2 separate regions of the Bactrocera dorsalis genome follow, and region 2 is linked to region 1. Evidence: chromatin contacts called from public Hi-C data. All regions are on one chromosome and are shown on one strand. Each heading gives the region's core, a stretch centred on a gene start, on an enhancer-like site or on the middle of the called end of the contact. The rest is flanking DNA. Distances are from core to core; before and after follow the strand shown. Region 1 overlaps LOC109579391. Region 2 overlaps LOC105223634.

What was found. A called contact is a pair of places that touch in the nucleus more often than the background predicts.
Region 2: a contact with region 1 is called in a Hi-C map of whole body, with 4 times the contacts expected there. The contact joins two enhancer-like sites. A contact is called at or near these places in 2 of 2 Hi-C or Micro-C datasets (both in whole body).

What each region holds. Positions count from the first base shown.
Region 1 is chr4:43,336,414-43,343,572 of ASM2337382v1, reverse strand. All of the region lies in intron 3 of LOC109579391, which reads right to left. Among protein-coding and RNA genes, the nearest start is that of LOC109579391, 13 kb to the right of the region's middle. Within about 2 kb of position 4,147, the one cell type or tissue checked has open chromatin away from gene starts, as enhancers often do.
Region 2 is chr4:43,412,628-43,419,445 of ASM2337382v1, reverse strand. It overlaps LOC105223634, which reads left to right. Exons shown (of 4, transcript XM_029549206.2): 4 at 1,025-4,227. The coding sequence ends at 1,675. Among protein-coding and RNA genes, the nearest start is that of LOC105223634, 11 kb to the left of the region's middle. Within about 2 kb of position 2,570, the one cell type or tissue checked has open chromatin away from gene starts, as enhancers often do.

The sequences.
Region 1 (7,159 bases), core at 2,898-5,397:
AGGAAGAGGAAGTTCTCCGCTTTGTTGGAAAATTCTGGTGAAAAAGGACCTGCCAAATAGCGAAAAGGAAGAAAAACTGGTGGGCTGTTGTAAACTCGGCTATAATCATGTAAGCGGAGTCTACGCCATTAAAGAAGAAGAAGAATATATTAGAATATTATCGTATTTTCTTGAACAGTAATCTATGCCTAAGGTTTCCATGCAAATTTTGAACATTCAACTCGTGTGCCAGATATGTACGAGGTGTGTTCAAAAAGTATCGCGAATTTTGTGTATTTTCAAAAATTATTTATTTATTCATGAATATCTATTTTGTACCCTTCAATAGTAGTATGTCCATATCGATGGTCACGACAAAAGAACGGGGTCTTGGTGAGAAAAAGATGTGTGTGAATCGAAAATCAGGTCTATTTCTTGAGAGAAGGCAGACCGATAGACGAACCTAACTGAAATGGATCAGCTTGTCACGGTGCTCATTTCTATATGCTATAAGCTTTACAGGATTTCCGAAGTTTTCCCAAGCGTATTACAAACTTCTTTGCAAACTTAATATGCCCTGTTTAAAGTATGACAATAACATTGCTTAAGTTGCCTTTATTTATTGACTATAGAATAATTTAGAGTAAGTATATATTTAAAATTATAATAAATTAAATAATTATATTCAAAATTCGCTCACGAAAAAAAAATTAAAAATTAATATTAATTGCGCTCACATGCACTTAATTAAAATTATGTCCATAAATAAATCTCAATTATCGAAAACTGAACGCATAAATGACAAGATATGCAATTTTCTACGCTATAAGTCAAGCAAGCCCAAGACATGCGTTGCATCTGTAATTGGCAGGGGACTTTTTGCACTCGGTGTGACATTTTACAGTGCGATCTAAAGCAATTATGTATGCTTATCATGTGCATGTGTAGAGAGCGTAAGTGAGAATTAAATTGCTTACTTTTTGTGTGTGTTTCTACTTTTATTGGAGTGTAGCGACTTGCGCGGTTGTGACAGCTGTCATGAGCCGGTTTTGAGGAAAGTCATTAGCAACTGTCAAGATAAGTGAATTATCTTTAATTTGTGTGAATTTTCTTTGAGTTTTTCCGAAGAATATTAAACTATTTCTTATTTAAGGAATTTGTTTTAACATTTGCTGTTATCAAATCATATTCTTGTATCAGTGTTAAGTACCAATTTATAGCAATATATTTTTAACAAAATGACATTTTTCTATAATATTTATGATCCTATATGCCTTATCAAGGATTATTGTCAAATGTTGATCTTATGGCTTCAGTGATAACCTCAAATTAAAATAATTATTTATAAAGTTCAAATTAGTTTGACAGCAATTAAGTTAATTTATACAAATTTTGTAATAACAATAACAATCTTGTAAGCACTATAAATAGTTAGTGAGCATTTGTGTATGCTTGTACTTGTATATATGTATGTATATTCGCGTAATCTGCAGCCAGTCACTTAGCAATATAAACAGAAAGTGAAAACGCCGATATTGCATATTTACATATTTATTTATTTATTCATTTATACAATTAAGCATTTATTTGTTTATTTTGCTTTTGTTATTGCTTTGTTATTGTCTTTACTCTAAGTCATTGATAGCACACTTAACAAGTCACAAAGCGGCATGTTGAACAATACGAGTAATAATAATAATAATGATATTACGCGAGCGACATAACATTCACACTCAAAGTAATGAATGCAAAAGCGAGCAGAAGCCAGCGTCGAAATGTCAGTATGTATGTATGTACAGTGTACAACAAGTTGTTTGTAAATATGTATTTGCCTTCTTAAAATTGCTGCGAGTAATCTTTAAAAAGAGTACACCCGGAGAGGGTACAGTTGGAAATGAATTAAGATCCAGTACATATCTCTCGGATACAATTAAGAATTCATTAAACCCACATGAATATCCTTAGAATGTAATTGGAGATTGATTAGTTAAAAAATATTGAAACTGTTTTAAACACTATTAAAGAAGAAGGTGTGCTTAGTGCTTAGAAGACTGACAACAAAGGGTACAATCGGCTTTTCATATAATATGCTGAAAGAAGGGCATTAGTTCATTCGTCTCTATGGCAGAAGTCGGAAAAAAGATGGTCTATAACGTAGCTGGGAACCCTACATTCACCAAACCCATCATTATTTGCGACGAAACGTGGGTTTATGAATATGACTTTGAAACTGTCCAGCAATCTAGCGGATGGCGTTCCAAAAAGGAAGCGAAAGAGAAAAAACCAAAATTCGATGACGGCCGAATACTACGAGTATGTGGATTCTAGTTCCTATAACTAACTTTTTCCCGGTCAACCTGTCAGATATGTATATTATTGAAAATCGGAAATAATTTTTCCGGCTTCGATAATTGCAAGTCACGAGAGTAAAAAATGCTCTGTTTCACCCGCACTTAGCCCTTCCTTACTTGTTTTACTGTTTTTGTTTATAGAAATCAAGTAAACTGCTGCCTCATTCAATGAACAAACAACCAAAATTGTTTATGCATATGATTAAAAGTTCTAAAAGTATTTAAGTAATGTTAATGAGTAATGAAAACAGGTGTAGAAAAAATAATAATAGTAATTAAAGTGATTTATACGCTGAACAGGAAGTACTAAGTTTGGCATATAGCTCTTAACACTTAGAAAAAAACATGGAGGGTTCTATAAATTATATGTATATGTATATAAAAGGTCCGCGTTACTGTCTGTCTATATGTATACGCAAACTGGTCCCACAGTTTTAGAGGTATCGATCTGCACTTTTGCGCACGTCCTTTTTACCCTTTGAAGCTACTCATTTGTCGGAATCGCTGATATCGTGCCAGTACATCATAAAGCTGCCTTAAACACTGACCAATCGGAAGCAAGTGCTTGTATGGAAATCAGTTTCATTAGGTGCGATTTCTTTAAGTAATTGGCCAAATTGTCCAGATCAGATTACTATAGAATATAGATGCTCTAAACACTATACGAACTAGTCCCTCAGTTTTTAAGCTATCGTTTTGAAATTTTGCAAACGTAATTTCCTCTACAGGAGGTTGCTCAGTTGTCGGAACAGCTGATATCGGACCACTATAACATATAGCTGCCATATAAACTGATCGATCGGAATCGAGTTCTTATATGGGAACTTTCCTCATTTGACGATATATCTTCACGAAATTTGGTACAGATTATTTTCTAAGGAAATAGTGTAATCTCCGAAGAAATTGTTCAGATCGGTTAACTATAGCATATAGCTGTCATACAAATTGAACGATTGGAATCAAGGGTTTGTATGGAAAACTTTCGCATTTGAAGTGGCATCTTCACGAAATTTGACATGGATGACTGCTTAAGATAATAATATAATCTCCGAAAAAATGGTTCAGATCGGATTACTATAGCGTACAGCTTCCATACAAACAGAACACATAGTTTCTAAAAGAAATGCACCTGTTGAGACTATTATAGCTGCGGTGCGGCCGAAGTTAACGATTTTTTTTTTTTTTTATATGCGAAAGTAAATCAGTAGAATTCTTGTAAAATAGGTTGTTGAACTGAATTCGTTAACTTCACCCAAAAATGTAGAACTTCTTTAAAAAATGATATTGCCATAACATTAAAATTTGAGTTCGATAAACAATTAGCAGCCACCAAAAAGGTATTAAAAAGTATTCAGCAAACGAACTTTGTGCGTACCCACACTCGAGAATTTCTAAATTCTAAACAAAGCAATTACTGTGTTACTGTGTGCGCGATTTCAACACATTTTTAACTATTTATAGCTATGCACCGACTACCACTTGCCGCTTATGCGCTCAGAAAAAAGTGATTGTACAAATATCGTTATATTAGCCGGGTACAACTGAGTTCACGCATAAGCGTAAAGCGTAAAGCTATTTTAATCGCACACAAACACAAACTTTTGTTCGCCAATGTTGGGTAAAAGCAATTGCTATACGAATTCAAGCGAACCGTTTTTTTCGTCGCTTTGTACGAAAGCTTTAAAATAAATTAAGAGCTGCTGACGTGCTTATGTACCGGCGCGCCGACCTTGCCGCTCACAGCCGCGCGCACTCTCTGCAATCGCACAAGCTAACGGGGATTCCACCGGCGCACTGGCTGATTCATGCATATGCTGAAAATAAAATTTGCGCGCGCACGCTGAACGCTTTAGGCAGAGGCCCGGCAAAACGCTCGAAACGCCACATATCCACACACACGCGCACAAACAGTCACAAGTGTGTAGCGATCAGCTGCTAACGGCGTGTTTAGTTAGCATTTTTCGCTGTTAAGCTTTCAATAAGTTAATTTATACGTACGAGTATTTATAATATATGCATATATACATACATACGAGTACATATGTTTGAAGAATTCGATTTATTTGTACAATTCGTTGAATATTTGCTTTTTGCTCCGGTTTTGTGACGTCTGCAAGTTCATTCAATAAAGAATTCTACGAATTTTCGATGATGTGTATACGCCATGGTGGGCGCTTGTCGTCTGTCGCATGCCGGCGATCGCTGATCGCTGCTGTCTCAGCGTACGGGAAGGCAAATATAATTGGTTGTTTTATATTTTGTGCATATCGTTGTCATATTTGTTTGCTGTTTATTTGCATTAGGCACGCAGGCAATCAGTTATATTTAGACGAATGTGCTCATAATATAAGTGTAAGTATGTATATGTAACGTTTGGAAAAGCCCGCCTGACTGATATCAATTGCCAGCAGCTACTAGTTGCATGTTTAGTTCGTGTTCGGGAGGGTGTAGTGGCGCTGACACACATAACCCGCATACTGTCACGGGCATTCGCATTTTTCTGCAGAATTACGATATACATATTATATATGTATACATATGATTGTTTGTCCGGCAAAAATACAAATATTGCGACGGGCAAACAATTATTGACTGTATTAAAAATACTAAAAATACTTAGAAATTGCACGAGCTCGCAAATTCTAGCAATTAAATGCAGTGACCCAAGTCACTTGGTCCAGGAAAAGCACAATTAGGTCACTACAATTTGCAGCAGCAAGTGCAAGTAAAAGGCAATAAATTATGTGTAGAGCGATGAGAGCAAAAGAAGAGAGCCATCTATGGGTGAAAGTGCGAAAATATTTAAGCTTTATGTGTTTAAGCAATTTGCACAGTGTGTTAGTCATGAATATTATTCGACTAAATTATGTAATAAGAATAAAATATATGAAAGAATTATAACCCATGTCAAATAAAAAAGTTATCCATACAAGGACTTGAGTTTGAGATGGGTCAGTGGATATGACATTTGGTAGGTTGTTCAACAAGTTTTGTCGTTCGATAAAAGAGGGCGTTGCTGCGATCCTAAAATTTATTTTGTTTTGTTAGTACACAATTGGTATGAACTTACATATGTGAAGTTTCTGTCAATTCATTCTTAGATTACAAGTAATTTAGTGTCGCTGTGTCAAAGTATTCTTTTACAATGGAAAAAATTGAATATCGAGCAGTGATAAAAATCTTATTTTTGGAATAGGTAGCACCAAAAGAAATTCACGAACGAATGTTAAAAGTATATAATGATTGTTCACTTAAAATTAGAACAGTAGAAAGATGGGTTGCGGAATTTTGACGAGGTCGTACAAGCCTTGAAGACGATTCACGTGAAGGACGTCCCGAACGCACATCAACACTAGAAATCATCGATAAAATACAGAATACGGTTTTGTAAGATCGTCGGTTGACTGAGAGAGATTTAGTAGAAGTATCTCATTAGGCTGTGTGAGCCATATTTTAAGTGAAATTCTGGATTTTAAAAAGCTGTGTGCACAATGGATGCAATGGAACAAAAAAACATTCGAATGCGACTTTCTCAGCATCATTTTTAAAATGGATAAAGTGCGCCGATTTATCACTATGGATGAGACTTGGGTCTATAACCACGATTCTGAATCAAACAAAAAAGGCTAAAGAGTGGTGTGAACCAGGTTGTTCGGTTTCGAAATGAGTTCAGAAATCGGCCAAGAAGGTTATGGCATCAGTTTTTTGTGATGCGAGAGGAATTTTATTTGTGGATTACTTGCAATTTGGTAAAATTCTGAATATTACTTCAACCTTTTGGGCCAGTTGAAAGAAAAAAATCGTGAAAAAAGACCCGGTTTAGAGAAGAAAAAAATTCTTTTTTCATCAGGACAACGCAACGAAGTTCGAATTGTTCAAGCATCCACCGTATTTATCAGATTTGATATTCAGCGACTTCCATTTGTTTCCAGAACTAAAAAAATGTATGCGTGGCAAGCATTTTTCCCCCAAATGAAGAGGTCATAACGGCTTTTGAAGCGTATTTTGCTGACCTTCCAGATTCTTACTTCAGGGGTGAGATCCACAGGTTGGAGCAAGTGTGTTAATGTTTAGGGAGACTATACTGAATAATAAAGTGTATTTTTAATCTCAAATTGTGTTTTTCTTAACAAACGACAAAACCTATTCAACAACCTGGTATATGCCATAATAGTCCGATATTGGCGATTACTAACAATAAGAAACCTCTTGAAGAGGAAAGAATATATGCACAATTTCCGATCGACATTTGCAATACTAAGGGAATCCAGAGTATAAAAAACATGAAATTCAATTTGGAGAGTAAGCAAGCACTAAATTGATAAAAAGTCTAAAACTCAAGTTATCGTCTGTACGAATGTATAGTCGTCAAAAATACCATTAATTTCGTACTTTAAATCATTTTTATATGTATATGTGATCAAAAATGTATGTATTTTTATTAAAAAAAGTACAAAATTTTTATTTATTTTTTATGCAAACGATTTTTCAGTAATTGTTTAAAAATGTTATATTCGATAATATTATATTCGATAAAAAAAAAATACCCAAAAACAATTTTTGTCGACTAATTTGGTGAGAGTGTTTCACTGTTAGTAACCGTATAAGCTGTTAAGAATTTGGGCAGTGGGTGTGTAGAGCTTTCCATATTGCTTATAACTACCGCGAGCTTTTGATAAAAACGGTGATATTTTTTACTGTTTACTTATCACAGGTTACTTTTCACACCCGCACTATTTCAAACAATTTTATGAATGAATTAGTGTGCTTTATTTAACAATTATCGTCGATACTGCTATTGAAGCTTTTGAAACTATTGAGTGGGGTCA
Region 2 (6,818 bases), core at 1,321-3,820, 77 kb before region 1:
ATGACATTACGGTACTTAGCAAACCAAGCACATACATACAAACATACATATATAAAAAAAATAGGTACATATTAATTATTTGATAAAAAAAGGTGTCAATGGCTACGTGTTTTCATTAACATTTTACAGTTATTTATGAACATCACATATAACGAAAAACAAAAATAATAATCTAGCTATGCATATACAATACATATTTACATATAAGTATATTTAAATTGAAATATGTCTAAATATTCAATTGAAAGCTTAAATGTTTGTCCGGCGCGCTAACACGCTTAGTAGCGTTCAATTTATAAAAGAGGAAGCGCGATGACGCCACAACTGAAGAGCGTGCGCTTGTGGGCGCTGAGCGTTTATACGTTCCGCTGTGCTCCGTAGCGCGATATCAGCTGTTTTATAGCACACGCTGTGCTGGTATTATACTCTCTCATTTAAGTTGCGGTAGGTCACGGTTGATTTTGCGCGCATGTCTATACATACATACGTGTATGTATGCACATAAAAGTTGTTGAAGTGAACAGGTTGCAAATATAGACTGTTTACGAATGCGCGCGATAAAATTGTATTGTATGATTTTTAATTGCTCATTGAAATAGTGAATATTTGCATTTATTAAATATAGTGCAATAACTGATCAAATTTGAACCGGACTGACAACAACAAAAAAAAGCAACTATAAAAATCTCCTAAAATATAACGACACGAGTTATTTAGGGCACATCTAGAGTGAAATTAAAAAAATTGAATTAAAAAATATCTGATCAAATTTGAACCGGACTGACAATAACAAAAAAAAAGCAACTATAAAAATTTCGTAAAATATAAAGAAATGAGTTATTTAGGAGTGATTATTAAAAAAATAAAATTAAAAAATGTCCGATCAAATTTGAACCGGACAACGAAATTTATAAACTAAATATAAAATTTTTTAAATATATTTCATTAATTTATAAAACAAAATATATGAAAAATTCTAAATTTTTTAACTAAACAAAAATATTCTCTTTCACTTCCATTGCAGATCGCACTCAAACGCTGGTACCGCAACATGCAATCCTTTGTGGGTTCATTCGCCTATTTGCGCAGCATACAGCGCGCCTGGGATATGGCCAAATTGCAACGTGAAAATAGTACAGGACGCGAACTGCGACGATTATTTATCAGCGCTCGCAACATGTTGTGCGAATTGGAGACGGCCATCAATGGCACAATGCCAGCGCCGCGTATGCTGCGTGGCAGCGCGTTACCGCAAGTGACAAGCGAACAAATGAATAAGCGCTTAAAGCTTTACACGAAGCGACGCGCTGAGAGCAATCCGCATATAGTGCAGGAGGCGAACACAATCGATTTAATGTGGGTGAAATATTATTACTACGAATTTTTGAAGACCATGTGGAAGGTGCTGCGTCAACAAACAAAGCGACGCGGTCAAATTGCGCTAATGGCCAATCCAAAGGCGTTCAATGAGGTGGAAAAGCACTTTGGCAGCATAAGCAAAAACAAGCGTGTCAAAGGTCATTTGACGCCGCTGAAAACGGCTACAGCGTCGTTGGAGCGCAGTGATAGTGCTAGCAGTAGAGGCGCGGCAAATAGGCGCAAAAGTGCGCATGGTAGTGCAGTAAGTGGTATTGGTAGCAGAAGACGTTTGGCGCATGCGCGCAACACGCGGTGAACCGGTGTGTGTGTGAAGAACAAAGGTTACAGATTTTAATTTCATATATGCATTTACTTACTTGCATATATGAAAGTAACATTTTGAGTCTCAAGCAATTTTCGCTTTACATACTAGACGCACGTGCTGCTTAAATGCATACATACGCACGTCTAAACATGCCAGGTCAAAGCATTGCCTTCCAAATATACTTATATAGCTATACTATATTATTGAGTTTATTAGTATTAGAAAAAATGTGTATAAGAATTTAGCTACTTCTTTAGCGCACAGTGACTGCATTCCAGTAATGTTTAATAAGACAAATCTACAACTAAAAGTATCAAAAATATTTTAGCAACACGTTTGCTTCAGCAATGGCAAACAAGTATTAAGTAGTATTGCACCAATACGCTACAACAAAAACAAAGCACTTTGTATTTAATTATAAATTATTTGCATGCAAAACTAAGCCAATAACGATAATAACAACAACAACGTAATATAAGCAAAAATCTCGCCAGTTACATACAAACATACAAGCATATTTATTTATTACACTACATGCCGTTTCATATATTATAGAACCCGCAGCGCAACGCGCGATTGTTGTTTTTACAATTGCACAAGTTCAAGTTCAATGTGCGGAACAACAAAAGCAACAACATGAAAAATCAAAAGGCAATTTTCATTAAATTACTTATCAAATGCGCGGCTGCCTTCAATTTTCAATTTCATTTTCATTTTTCACTTTCGGTTTCATATGCACAACAACAACAACGATAACAACAACAATTGAAAAGTAAACAAACACAAATTGATAGTTGTAGTATTTCTAGTCAACACATCGCACCGTCTCAATTACTTTGATAACTGAGCGAGCACACACCCACAATCATAATTAACAGCACCAGCAGGCATATACATACATACATACAACTTTACATGCACAAAAAAGCACATATTAAATTCAAAATACATATAGACTGGCTATATTAACATTCAAGTGGCGCAAGCTGCTTGACTGGTTCCTATTCGTTCACACTTATCATTATTATTTTCATTCTAAATGCTTGTTCATATCAGAAAATGCATGCAGAAATCACAAATCCATAAACACACACATACATACGTGTATAAGCTTAAGTAGCTTTATAAGCACGTGAGTAGAGGCGCGGCATGTGAGCGCCCATAAGGAGATAAAAACCGCGCCAGCAGCGACGGCAAAAGTTATAACTGCATTTAATGAGTCAAATGCCGGACAATTAATTTCAATTACAAAATTGTCGATTCGAAAAGCGAGAATATACAGATATTAAAACAATTTGGCGGTGTTATTTAGATAAAAGTTATAAAAATTTGTTTTTTGAATTGGCAAATTTTGACTCTGCTTAAATATGAAGGTACAATTTTCATAATTTTTGCTTCAAATTTTAATGAAAAAATATTGAAAATTAATCTTCTATCACTCTGTACATAAAAATGTAAGCAAATTTTTCATAACTTTTTTAAGATTTTACGAAAATAAATATTGAAAATTGCGTTACGCGCCTCTGCTCATAAGTTTAATACGTACATATTATCTCACCTAAAAGCAAAATAACGTAACAACACTTTTCACAAGTTCACAGACGAAAAAAAAACGTTAAAATAGAAGCTACTAATATTGAAACAAAATTTGAGTTTTGGTTATAAAGTGGTTATATACTGGTTATAAAACGGTTATATATTGGTTATCATTCACCCAAAATGAAGAAAAATTTGAATTTTGGTTATAAAATCGGTATATATTGGTTATTATATCTGCCACTGATTTTCGATTTTTTTTTTATGCTACGTTGCTTTGCATTTAGGTGACGATGTACTTACTTATATTTCCATACCCATATGCACTCTCATGATTACTAAATACATTACGAGTTTATTTCGAAAACTGATTATGAAAGACTACGTACAAAAACTCTCACAAGCTCTCTCTCTCTCCCTTTATATTAACTCACACTATATTTCTAAATTTATTATCTTAACTGTATGTCAGTGTGTACAATTAGCACCTAAGCCACGAATATCTAAAGACAAAATGTGTAAATGACTTGCATTTCTTAATCTAATCTAAATCATTGAGTGTAAACATTCGATAAATATTTATACATTCATAGAAACATGTATTTATTATTGCAATAAGAAAGAGCAAAAAAACCAAGACAAAAAGAATTATATTAAAAAATAAAAATAAAAAATAAACTTCATTCAGTCAAGTGCTCATTTGCATTTGCTTTTGCGCTGTGATATTGTATATGTAAAAAACGTTAAACTGAATCAAATTAATTCAAATCAAAGACCCAGCTAACTTGCGAAGTAGGTCTATACTTAAAAAAAAAAAAATAGTATTATATTTAGTATTGTTAAGCAAAACTGAAAAACCGCAACTTTTGTATGAGTACCTAGGTCGCTAAGTGTAAAATTTTATTTTAAGTATTTTTTTAAATTTATAATTATTTATAAGGGAAAAAATTATTAAAAATTTAAAAAATATTTGAAAAATAAAACTATGAAAATTTTATAAAATATAAAGAAAGGAATTTTATTTTTATTTACGGTACAACTAGAGTAAAATTAAAAAATTAAAATAAAAATATTTAAAAATATAATATACTAAAAGCGATAACTCATATAGTTTTTGAGTTACAGCCTTCTAAAGCACAGACGCTCAGTTAAAGCAGCTCCATGGAATTGGCTTGAGTATTTACCCGGAGACAAATTATCCGATCACTATCCAATTTTACATGATTTGTATATAATTCCCCCTACAGTGACTTAACAGTTTTTTGATCGCATCAAAAATCAAATTTAGAGAGACCAACGACCAAAATTTTGGGCAAAACTGAAGTTGTTTTAAAATCGCCTTTATTTTATAAATTTTTTTTAGCATTAGATAATATATTTTTATAGAGAATTTGTGTTCAGGTTTCAGCCACGGATTCAATGCAAATAATGCAATCAATGCAGCCTAGTTTTCTCTTCAAAAGTTTTACAGTGTATTTTTACAAATATGTATGAATAAATACAGCTTTAGATTAAAAAAAAAATTGCTTCCAAAAATGGCCTCTCCTTAGGCTCTCACACCCCTTAAAAAGGTGTTCGAAACAAGAATTTGAAAATAAAATTCATAATTCTAACTTCAACTTATCATTTAAGGTTTCTTTCATCAAACTTTCCCTACGATTCTAGAACAAAACGACTGTTCACTACAGAACAAATCCTACTATCTCTCACCTTGTAAAGGGATCACCACTAGCATACTACTTTGGGCGAAAAATAGTAAGATTTTGTTGTTTATTTGAAATTCTTCAAAATCTATGTCGGTCGTCCCCCTCTAAGTAATCCCCTTGGCCTCAATACAATGTGCCAACGTTTCTTGCAATTCTCGAATCAGTTGTTAAAGTCTAGCGCGTAGCGATTCGCATTCAATGCCTTCAATAGACTCAAAATGGTTTCCCCGAAGCGGTCGTTTAAGTTTACTGAATCGTCAGAAGTCACACGGAGCTTAATAAGCGGTTGTGATACAAAATTAGTTAAAAATTTGGCGAAAACCTCACGAAGAATCAATCAATCAAAGTATAATTCCGACCTCCTTTCATGAAAACCTTCTCGCAAATGACGCATAATACTCAAATAGTGTTCCTTGTTCAGAGCTTGGCCGGTCGGAAGGAATTCGAAATGCTCTACATCTCGATCTTTTTCGACCTTATTTTTGACGTGGTTTTTTGGCTTTGATTCAACTCTGCCATGATATTCGTAAGTATAGATCAAAGACTCATTATAACCTAATGGTTGGAAAATATTGTTTCACAGACGTTAACATAGGACTGTTTTTCGAAAAAATTTAATGATTTTGGAACCAAACGTGCTTTCACTTTTCTTCAAAATGTTTTTCACTGATCGTTCAGATGTTCCCATAATGCCAGTAAGATCTCTGACTAGTCGATTCTCAAGCACCAAATCCTTTTTTTTTTGTTGACGTTTTGGATGGCATCTGTTGATGTTGATGACCGTCTTGGACTTGGTTCGTTAGTACTAATCCACACTTGCTCGCGTCAAACAATTATCACCGAAGGCATTACTGTCGAAAGAGGTTCTACATGAAATTAAAATTAAAAAGTCTTACTATTTTTTGCCCACAGTAGGTTGCCGGAAGTACTGAGTGGAGAGATTATCTAAGACAATTTGGAGTATATTTCAATTAATACTCGAGAATTAAGTGGAATTATAATCATAAGTTAGCCTCTTCTATTTCTGAGTAGCAATTCGTAATATTACTTAATATACAGGATGTAGAGTTAAGTGTTGTTACTTTCGAAAAGTTCAGTGCTCAAAATCTATATTTAGCATAACCAAAGTACCTATGGCATTATTATGTGCATATTATGTATACCAACCGATCAAATTTAATTTAAACCGCGCTCGCAAACCCCATCGATAAGACCAATTTTGTTAGGTTTTTTATGTTTCTGAAGTTTGATCTCCTTATGTTAGTAAGTATCTGTTTGCTAATTCTTTGTTTGCGACGCGAAAAGTTTGTTTGGCGATTTTTCCCTTAGAAAACAAATTTAGCGACAAGCTTGCTTGAACTTTTGAGTTTCGAGTGGAATCAGGCTCAGAGAAGCGTTGACAGTTCCCTTTATCACGAGAACACATAGTAATTGAGTGGCATAAAATAAATTCAGTGAAGGTGGTTATGTCATCGAAAATTTGCCTTATTCTAATCCTCTATCTACCAACTATAATATCAAAAAAGTTTGAAAAACAGTGTTGGCATCAAGATGTCGGAGAGGATCTCAACAATTCTATGCATTGACTCAATCGTTTTGGTTAATGTATGGGGTACGAAGCTGATCCCGTTCAAAAAGTACTGAATCTTTTTTAAAAACGACGACGACTAGAGGTCGCCAAAGACAGGCTTGATAGCGAAGCTAAGGACGCTATATTCATCAAACGTGTCAATGTTGATGAAGAGACGTGTTAGTACCATATTATGGCATCGTAAAGTGTACAACAATCTAGCGAATATCGCTCCAAAAATATGTTGAAACCGAAACAATCACGTAAGAGTCGGTCAAAAATAAAGATGATGCTCTTGATTTGATTATAGTTTGTGACTCAC